Linked DNA regions of Mus musculus: region 2 is linked to region 1. A link is a contact called in public Hi-C data. All regions are on one chromosome and are shown on one strand. The core of a region is the stretch at or near the end of the contact, and the rest is flanking DNA. Distances in the headings are between cores, read along the strand shown.

Region 1 (5,489 bases), core at 592-3,091:
GAGGCAGGCAGACCCCTGTCAGTTTGAGCCAACCTAGTCTACAAAGAGACTTTCAGGACAGCCAGGGCTATGTGGAGAAACACTGGGAAAACCAAAGAGGAGAGAGAGAGAAACTCAGGGTTGACCCTGAGGAAAGAAAGTTAGAGAGAGAAACAGAGGCAGAATTCCAACATCCTTGAGAGGCAGCTACAGAGATGGCTGGGTAGGGCCCTGGGGAATGTCATGAGCTGGAACAATTGAACTTTGCTTAGCTGGCCTAGGGGAACAGTACTTTTCCCACAGTGACCCAATGTCCACACATAAAGTGCACCTACATGGAAGGAAAGAAATGTAGGATACAGGTGAGGGTAAAGACTGGGGTCTGCACATGTTTGGTTTGCCATTGCTTTTAGTTAGCTGATAAAGCAATGGATGCCCTTAAGGCTTTTCCATACATCCCACGATATGACCACCCTATCTCCCATCCTCACGTGAGCCTTTAACCCAGTGCTCATATCATATGTGTGCTGTCTGTGGAATTATATCTGGCCCGTACGGGGCAGGACAGTTCCGATAACATCAGGGACTTAAAGACACATTCAGACCTCAGCGTACCATGTCCCTGTGCCTCTCTTTGCACTTTCATGTCTTGTGTCTTGGAGTGAAGGGGTCCTTGTGTCCTGCTGCCTGTGTATCTCTGGGTATAGGTTTCATGTATCTGTCACTGCCTGTCCCTAATATCCACGATAACGACAATACATTTCTGGTGCCAGTCTGGGGCAGTCTCTTCCCTTGTCTCCCAGATCCCATCTGTGTCTCGGGTCTCAGGAAAGCCTAAAGGGTGTTGGCTTCATTCTGCCCTCAGACAACCTTAGCACCAGAAAAGACCTAGGGAATAACTTGGCTCAAAACTCCTCTTTAGGAACAGAGAAAATATGGTGAATATTATGGGAGAGGGGAGAGGTTTCAATAAGGAAAAAAAGAATACAGGTCATTGGAAGATCTAGATTAGTGCTGTCTGACACCCTGGCCACCAGCCACATATTGTGACAGAGCACTGGGAAAGTGACCTCTCAGAATGAGGTGAGCTGTGAGTCCACACTGGGGGTGGGGAATCATGTTGAGGGAGGGGAAAAGGCCAGCAACTGTGGGTTGAAATTATAGTATTTTGTATATATTCAATTGTTACCAAAATTAATTTTTTTAAGTTTTGAAAATATGACTACCACACCTGGATTTATGAGTATTCCTGCATAGAGTATACATTCACCTAGAGGTCTCCAGGAAAACAAAACAAAACAAAACAAAACAAAACAAAACAAAACAAAAAACATCATTTTGTCTTTGAGCCTTAATTTCCCAAGACATAAAATGGGTACAGTAATGCCTGGCTCTTGTGAATGTTGTAAGAACTAACTGAATATAGGAACGTGCCTTGAAATACTCATAAGGTATTGAATGAGGCACTTGGTGGTGGTAGGAGAGGAAGTGTGGTCACGATGGTGGTGGTGGCGGCATTGTTAATGGCAGCCAGGATATGTCAGTGGGAGCAGTGATGGTGTTATTGCGGATGGTGTTGGTGGTGCTGTGAGTGGTACTGATGGTGGTGGTGGTGGTGGTGATGGTGACAGGGTTATCGGTGATAACAGTGGTAGGATTGAGGTATTGATGATGGCTACAGGACAGGTGTGGGGGGGGGTGTTTTGATGGTGAGTGTGGTCCTTGTGATAGTGATGATGGTGACAGACAAGGCAGTGAAAGTATTGCTGATGGTGGTGGTAGTTGTGGAAGATACAGCAATACAAGTGGTGGCTGAGGTCTCAGTGACTCAGACCCTGGGCAAAAGGGAGAAACAGAAACCATGAAGACTTTCTAACGATCTGACGTTCCAGGAAACACTCACAGGGGCCATCCCTAACAGTGGGCACGGTAGACAGACACCACCCACCATGATTTTACTGCTGGGTTAGAACTGACCGCTGTTCCCAGCCCTGCAGACCCACACCAAACTTTTCAAAAGCTCGTCACCATCTTCTCTCCGTGTGTCCAGACCCCTCCCCTATGACCCACCCACCAGTCCCTAATCATCTCCAAATCCTGCCAACACCTGAGGCTCTTTCCTCCAAGGCAGCAGGAAGCCCGCTGCTGCCCGGAGGCAGCCACTCTTACTCAGACCACAGCACCTCAATCAGGATTTCCCAACTCTGTTTTTGCTCTGCTCATTGCCAGAGACCCAGGGGTCCCCAGAGCTCCAGAAAGTAGAAAAGGGCCCCAAATTTGGCCTGAAGGGACCAGCTCCCTCCTGGGACCATCCCCCAGAGCAATCACTGTTGCAATGGTGGTCTCGTAACCTTCGTTTACAAACCGGGTTAGGCAAGCTGCTTTTGCGTGATGAAGCTATCTTGAGTAAATAGCATCCTATGTCCCCTGCCGGTCACTTGCTCAAGATATAGCTGGACATTGCATTAGAGCCACTGACACACAGAGTTTTGAAAATGAAAACAGGCTCTCTGACTTATGATCAGATAGCGTTTAACTCATTCACGATTGCACCGAGCTTTCCCAAGGCCCCAGGCCACAGAAGGAGTATTGCCACAGTGCAGATAGAAGATGCTGGGCATAGTTAGAATCTCGGATCCCCGAGCCCTGGGACAATGAGGCTTCCAAAGGCAAAGGGGTCAGATGGGGTTTACATTGCCTTGGCCTCGGTAGCCAAATGTGGCCCCCTGGGACTTTCCAGCCTCTTAGATTGACCTGGGGCACAGATCTGACTCCCCAGGGACTGGGAGATTGCATGTCCCTCTTCTGGCTACCTTTCTGGCTGATATGGACTCTGAGTCTAAAGGAAGGGAAATTGTGAATCTTTTCCTTTTTTTTATTTACTATTTGTGTGTGCGTGCGTGTGTGTGTGTGTGTGTGTGTGTGTGTGTGTGTGTGTGTGTGTTTAATGGATGGTTTCTCACTAAACCTGGAGCTTACCAAATCTATTAGAATAGCTAATCAGTGGGCCCAAGTGATCCTTCTATCCCAAACTCCCTGACCCTAGAGTTACATAATGCCACCCCTTCCTTCGTGTTTTTTACCCCTGCTTCTCCCGTCCTCATGATCGCACTGTAAGCACTTTGTCTACTGAGCTGTCTTTCAAGCCCAGCATGGGTAGCATTCCTGGCATCTATTGCCTTGTAACAACCCTGCATCATGCTGGCTGAACTGACAAAGATCTGCTCATTTCTCACAGTTCTGATCATCAAATAAGCTCTCCTGCTGCCCTTGCTTCAACTTGTAAACACATTAGCTTGTGTTTGCCGGCTAGTCAGCTGGAACAGAAGAACAAGATGGTCTCACTCATGAACTTGGTGGGTAGTGCTCAGCTGTGGCTGGGACCTCTTGGTCCTGCCTATAGCCTCTCAGCCTCCACAGTGGTCTCAGGAAGCTGGTCCAAACAGTAAAGACAAAAGAGCCGTGAAGGACTACGAGCCAAGATTCAAGAAGCAAGAAACAGACTCTGGCTCCTGATAGGAGTTGCTGAGAAATCTGTTTTTCAAGCTATTGCAAGGCATGAGAGTCGCAATGACTCCGTGGAAATCTCCCCACCATTAGAAAATACATTAGCTGTATTTTCCAAAGCTAAAGTCTAGACTCACTGGATGACAAAAGGATTTTTTGCTGACTTGTGGACCTGTGTAATCTTATGGGCTTCCATGGAGTTTTGTATCCACTGCAGTGTTTGGCTGAATTTTTAAGACATTTTGGGTAAGATTCTGTGGCTGTGGCTCAGAAGAAAACTGCTTCCCTAAGCACACAGAGAGTCCTAGTTCCATCTCCAGGACTGGGGCCAGTGGTAGGGGAAGTCATGTGGTCAGGTTACTCTTCTAGTTGCTCTGAACAAATACCTGACAAGAAGTGATTTATTTTGGCTTACAGTTTAAGGGGATATCATGACAGGGAAGATACAGGGGGTAGGCAGCTACGTGGCGGCAGGATCATATAGTGTCAAGTTCAGTGGACCAGTTGGCATAGAGGGTCTGGGGTCAAAAGTGGGGCTAAGCTATAATACTGAATGTCTGCCTCTCAGCCCACTTCCTCCAGTGAAACATCACCTCCAAAAGATTCCACAACCTCCCCCAAACAGGGTTGTCAGTAGGAATCCAAGTGTTCAAATACATGACTTTATAAAGAATACTATATGTTCAAACCATAACACTTGGGAAGTATTGTCAAATCCCCAGTCCCTGGCTTCACCCAAGGCCTGTTAGGCAATAATGAGATGAAGCAGACAGAAGTGACCTGGGAATCTGTACTACCGATAACTCTCTCTGTGAATTACGATTCACAGTCAGGTTGAAAGCCTTCAGGCTTAGCAGACAAGACTTACAGGAAAGAGCACTAATCTGGGATATGGAACAAAGTGAAGCAGACATGAACTTGTCTTTAGGGAAAGACTCCTCCACCAAGTTACAAAGCTTCACACTGGGGTCTAGAAGTTAAGAAGGCATAGACCCCTCCCCCACATTGTCCACAGTGCTCTGTGCGCTGAGTGATATTCTGTTGAGTTTGCAGCAGAATGCATTCACCCTTCACAGCCCCATGAAGTGAATGTTATCAGAAGGCCCACTTTATAGGTAGACAAAGTAAGTTTATAAGAGGTTCACAATTTACCCAAAGTCACCTAGCCAATAAAGACAGAACTGGAATTCAATCCCAGGCTACCTAACTTCAGAGGTTATGGTTTTTACCAATTAGAGCAGGTACCTCAACCACCTGTTCAGAGGTCACCCTCCTGAGGGCCACCAACCATCCCAGACCATAAGCAACCTACCAGAAAAGTACCAGGCAGCATTCTCTGGCTCGATGACAAGTCCTAAGCCAATGTCTCTCAGCTCAGGTGTTCATATTTCAAATCACTTGGGCAGATAGTTTTAAACAGGAATGCTCTATCCTCAAAAGATTGTATGCACTTCTTTGGATAGGATGCAGTCATAGACGTAGTCTAAAGACTTCCAGATGATCCTAGTGCAGACCACCCAAAGTTCAGAAAGATGATATAATGTGTTTGCCCTCAAATGTGGGGTCTGGTGGGGATGTGAAGTTCTGGAGATGAATAGAAATACTCTCTCTCTCTCTCTCTCTCTCTCTCTCTTTCTTGGCAAAGAGAATGGTAGCACCAGCATTGAGGGCCCCTATGACCTCCATATACCATAAATTTATGAAAACAAAAAAACTAAAGCTTCAAAAAAAAAACAAAAAAAAACTTCTGAACCAGGCTTGGGAGCACATGCCAACACTTGGGAGGTAAAGGTAGAAAGATTAAGAATCCAACATCATCTTCAGCTACTTAGCAAATTTGTGACCAACCTGGGTTACATAAGATCCCATTGAAGAAGAAGAAGAAGAAGAAGAAGAAGAAGAAGAAGAAGAAGAAGAAGAAGAAGAAGAAGAAGAAGAAGAAGAAGAAGAAGAAGAAGAAAAAGAAGAAGAAGAAGAGGAGGAGGAGGAGGAGCAGGAGGAGG
Region 2 (4,835 bases), core at 261-2,760, 160 kb before region 1:
GCCTGGCTGGAACTTTTCAAAATAATCTAGGTTATTTAAAGGATGGTGAGGGTTCTGGGCGGGGACTTCAGTCATCTAAATTTAGCCTAGAAAATGCCCACAGTGGTACATGATGATTAAACACATTGTGCAAAAATAAAAGAAGAAGATCTGGCAAGGCAAGAGTGACATATCAAAAATCTAAGTACTTAAAAGATGCAGTCGCTCGATGTGTGCTTTCTCCACCACACCAGAGATCACTAGTGTGAACACCATAGGCCATCTGGGCCAGAATGGCTGAGAGGACCTTAAAACACCTCCCTCACAGCTGTGGTTATGATTGGTACAACACCGTGTGAAGAAAGAAAGCGTCTTGTGGCCATCGCACTAGCACAAGCTCTGACACGTTAAGAGCAATGGCACCTTCAACAAGTCACATAGGCTCTCTGGACCTCAGTTTCCTCATCTGAAAACTTGGCCTCCCTGTTTTAGTGCACACCCATATGATGAGGTGATTAAGGTTGTGGGGCGTCAACAAAGGCACCTAGAAAGTGCAAACGTCTCCATCCTTAGATGATTTGTTCCCCCCCCCCCAAAAAAATCACACAGAAAGGTGAAGGGCATCTGTCAGCGTCACTGAAGGAAAAGTTCTGAATTCTGAAAAATTTAGATCAGTAGTTCTCAACCTATGGGTGGCAAGCCCTGTGGGGACCGAACATCCCTTTCACAGGGGTCGCACACCAGATATCCTGCACATTACAAGTCATAACAGTAGAAAATTACAGCTACAAAGTAGCGACACAAATAATGTTGTGGTTGGGATCAGCACAACATGAGGAGCTGAATTGACGGTCACAGCACTAGGAAGGGTGAGAACCACTGCTCTAGATGGACAGAAGGCAGTCAAATGAGTCTCCTGAGTTTCTATGCTGGGTTTTTACATCACTGTTGCTCCTCAGAAACCATCACCAAGAGCTGCTGTTAGAACTGTCAACTGCTGGGAGTCTGACATCAAGGATGCTCGGGTGACTGAGGAGATGAATAACTTGATCTTGCTCAAGCAGCTAAGCTCCGGGAAGGGAACTATGGTTGCTTATAATGGCCACCAGGGGGAGACAAATAGGGCTACGCGGGGGGAAAAAAGAGTTCTTAACTGCGGTGGTCCGCACTATCCACACGTTTTCTCTCAAGTTATTTCCTTTCTTATAAATGTCTGCCTCTAGCCCTTTACCAATTGTCAGATTCTCAGATGCCTTCTCAGTGTAAGCAGCGCAACCCCCAAGGATGAGAGAGCTAAGAGCACAAACACTGCACTGCTGACCTGAGATTAGCTTTGGCTGGTACCGGCTAACTACCTCCCCTGATTTCCACCCTGTTTGCCAGCACGCCCCTCCAGTCTATGACTTCCAGTTAGACTTCCAAGCGTACAATCTCCCTCTACTGCTTGCACAATGGCAGAAGCTTCTAGACGCTCCCCAAGCCTGTTTCCTCTTTTCCCCAAGCACGCGAGACCACATCTCTGGATCTCCCTTGCAGTTAGTTCAGTAGGATGCTGACCGATGGGTGCTGTCACAGCCTCTGACCTATTGCCACACTCTCTCTTCCCCTTCCACGATGACTTCAACAGCTCCTTAGTTAACGACGTTCACAAAATGGAAGGGTCCTCAAGTCGCTGTTTGTTGAGAAGACACGCTCCCCATAACAACACGATTCGCATCAAAGCTTAAGTAACTGTTCAGCCACCGAGAATGAAGGGATGTTAGCAACGGAATGTAGAGTTTACCACTTAGTCTCACCAGCCATAGCCCCTGGCTTACCCAATTCTCATCATGTGACAAGCACTGCTACTAACACAGCTATTACTGGTACAGTCGCTGTTCAATGGTATTTTAGTAATAGTGTTACCTGGTAAAGACCCAAGGACCACTCACCCGGCATGACCAAAATTTGAATTGGGAGTCTGTATTGAGCAGGCTGGGGACGGCCTGAAGAGAAACGCTTCCCAAAAGGCAGCCCTGAAAGCGCATTGCAGGGAGCTTTCAAAATTAAAGAACACAGAAAAACTATATCCTGGTTTGCCAGCAGGGAAGCAAGTTTAACAAGCAGTTTACCAAGAGTCAAGAGCATGCCGTTAGCTAGGGCATTTCAACCCCGAGTTTCTAAAACAAGGTTGGGTGCTTTCCCACGGGACTTCTAATAGCAGGGGGTGAGGGAGCCAAAGATGGCTTCAGCTGGGACAAGATGGAGAAGCTTTCTCACCTTCACAATAGAACGACATTATAAAGGCATCAATAATTAGTTCTTGACCCTGTGAAGCACCTACCTTGTTAATCCATTGGGATCCATGGATTTTCCAGGGTCATTTCTGTGAATACTCAAGTCTTTTTATTTTTATTAATTATTCTATTTGTCTGCATTTCAAATGATATCCCACTTCCCAGCTACCCCTCCACAAATGCCCCTCCCACATCCACCCTCTCCTGCCTCTCCTTTGCCTCTATGAGGGTGCTCCTCACCTACTCTTGCCCGACCACTCCAGCATTCCCCTATGCTGGAACATCAAACTTCCACAGGCCCAAGGGCCTCCCCGCCCATTGATGTCAGACAAGGCCATCCTCTGTTACATATGTATCTGGAGTCATGGATCCCTCCCTGTACACTCCTTGGCTGGTGGTCTAGTCCCTGGGATTACTGGGTGGTCCAGCCAGCCAACACTCTTCTTCCTATGGGGTTGCAATCCCTCTCCACCCCTCCAGTCCTTCCACCAGCAAACTCACTGGGACAGCTCAGTGGTTGGCTCAGTCTGATGGTTGGTTCCAAGCATCCACTTCTGCATTGGCCAGTTCTTGGCTGAACCTCCCAGGGAACAGCCACACCAGGCTCCTGTCAAACAAGTGCCTCTTGGCACCAGCAACAGTGTCTTGAGCTTGGTGTCTGCAGACAGGATGGATCCCCTCATGGGGTAGTCCCCAGATGGCCCTTTCTTCAGTGTCTGTTCCATTTTTGGCTTTTTGGTTTTTTGGGTTTTTTTGGTTTTTTGGTTTGGTTTGGGTTGGGTTGGGGTTTTTTTGTTTGTTTGTTTGGTTTGTTTTGTTTGTTTTGTTTTTTTGTTTTGTTTTGGTTTTTTTTGGCCCTGTCTTTCCTTTGGACAGGAACATTTCTGGGTTAAAAACTTTGAGATGGGTGGGTGGCCCCGTCCCTTGACTGGGTGTCATGCCTATCCACTGGAGATGTCCTCTACAGGTTCCATCTCCCCTTCACTGAACGAATTTTGGCTAAATGCTAAGTCTTTATATAATGATAATACATTTGCATATGACCTGTGCACATTCTCCTGTGACCCTTAAGTCACTTCTGGATTGTTCATCACACCTAACTCACTGTCACAATGACACTTTCACAGTTTTGAAAAAATTGACATTCATTACAGATGCAATTTTTCCTGGATTTTTTTTGTTTGTTTGTACTATCTGAGCATTTTGAATTCACAGAAGCCATGGATTCAGAGGGCTGCCTGTAGTGGTGGACTCCGGGGATACAGCGAGACCACTCAAGAGGATCACGTGTCTGATTTGTGTGACAGTCTGCACACACCAGATGTTGAATACAAAGAATGGTGACATTGTTGGAATGCATAGATGGTTGTAAAGAAGATGGTCCCATGATAGACAGAAACCTGATTCCAAATCCCAGCTTCTCCGCCCAATGTGAGACTGAGGTACACCCTGTGTTTCCTTGATCTGACCTCTCCTCCTCTGATAATTGCTGGAATTAATAGGTTTTATCAATTTCACCAAATCCTGAAATCCTCACTAAGACCTCGTATCTGTAAGGAGAATCTAGACTGTTGTAAACACCAGCTTTGAAGGACACAGCTAAAGCAATGCATATGCCCAGGTCTGACTCTGGCACCAGCACAGACCTAGTCATTCATCTATGAGATAGAACTATTCACAGCTGCCTCAGCATGTTCACAGGCACACACAGGGGTCCTAAACAGAACCTCTGTCCCTTCTCATGACTCTCCCTGACAGTGTGCCAGGAGTGGCAGCCCAGCTGAGCACCCAGGCAAGCCGCAGCTGCTGTTGTTGTTTGTCTCGGCTTTGATAGGGACTGAAGGTGTGGGAGAGAGGCGTGTCCCAGCTTCCCCATCTGCAAAAATGCCCGAAGGACTTAGCTACCAATGCATCCTCCTGACTCCAACCACAGAGATGTGCTGAGCATCAGTCTGCTTTTTGAGGGAGCTTCAAGGGAAAACAGACACAGTGGTCCCCAGATCAGCCTCTGGAGAATCTCCGACTCCAACATCACAGTGTCTACCTGGTTCTCCAGCATCCCAATACTTTTAAGTTAGCTTTCCTACCTACAGCATTTGTAACATTTAATCATTTATTTCTTAACATCTTTTAAGGTTCAATATTCCTTCTCCCATACACAGTTGGCCCTACCAATTTGTGGTTGCCGCATCTGTGTGTGGATTTAAACAACTGTTATAGGAAAAATGCAAAAACAATTATATCTATACCAAACATGCACTGCCTTTTTCTTGTCATCACTCCTTAAACAATACAATATAACCACTATTTATAACATGGCCAGGTTTATCAGTATGATAAGCAATCTAGAAATTAAACTATAGATGAGAATGTGTATAGATTACATGCAAACCCCACCTCATCTTACGTGAGGGGTTTATGCACCTACAGATTGTGGTTTGTAAGGAAGAATGAAAGCCACCCCTCCATGGATCCTGGGTGATGACCGTAGCTCCTGTGGACACCATAAATGGGAATACAGTGAGAGAGAATAGGGCCCGGTGAAGAACGGAAGCCTGAGCTCTGGAGCCAAAAGTACCG

What was found. A called contact is a pair of places that touch in the nucleus more often than the background predicts.
Region 2: a contact with region 1 is called in a Hi-C map of neutrophils, with 2.4 times the contacts expected there. The contact joins two enhancer-like sites. A contact is called at or near these places in 1 of 484 Hi-C or Micro-C datasets (neutrophils) and 1 of 9 other capture datasets (embryonic stem cells).

What each region holds. Positions count from the first base shown.
Region 1 is chr15:59,704,148-59,709,636 of GRCm38.p6, reverse strand. No RefSeq gene overlaps it. Among named protein-coding and RNA genes, the nearest start is that of Trib1, 58 kb to the right of the region's middle. Within about 2 kb of position 1,841, at least 25 of the 459 cell types and tissues checked have an H3K27ac peak or open chromatin away from gene starts, as enhancers often do. A contact at or near this core is called in neutrophils, where this site is marked.
Region 2 is chr15:59,861,541-59,866,375 of GRCm38.p6, reverse strand. No RefSeq gene overlaps it. Among named protein-coding and RNA genes, the nearest start is that of Gm36819, 41 kb to the right of the region's middle. Within about 2 kb of position 1,510, at least 47 of the 459 cell types and tissues checked have an H3K27ac peak or open chromatin away from gene starts, as enhancers often do. A contact at or near this core is called in neutrophils, where this site is marked.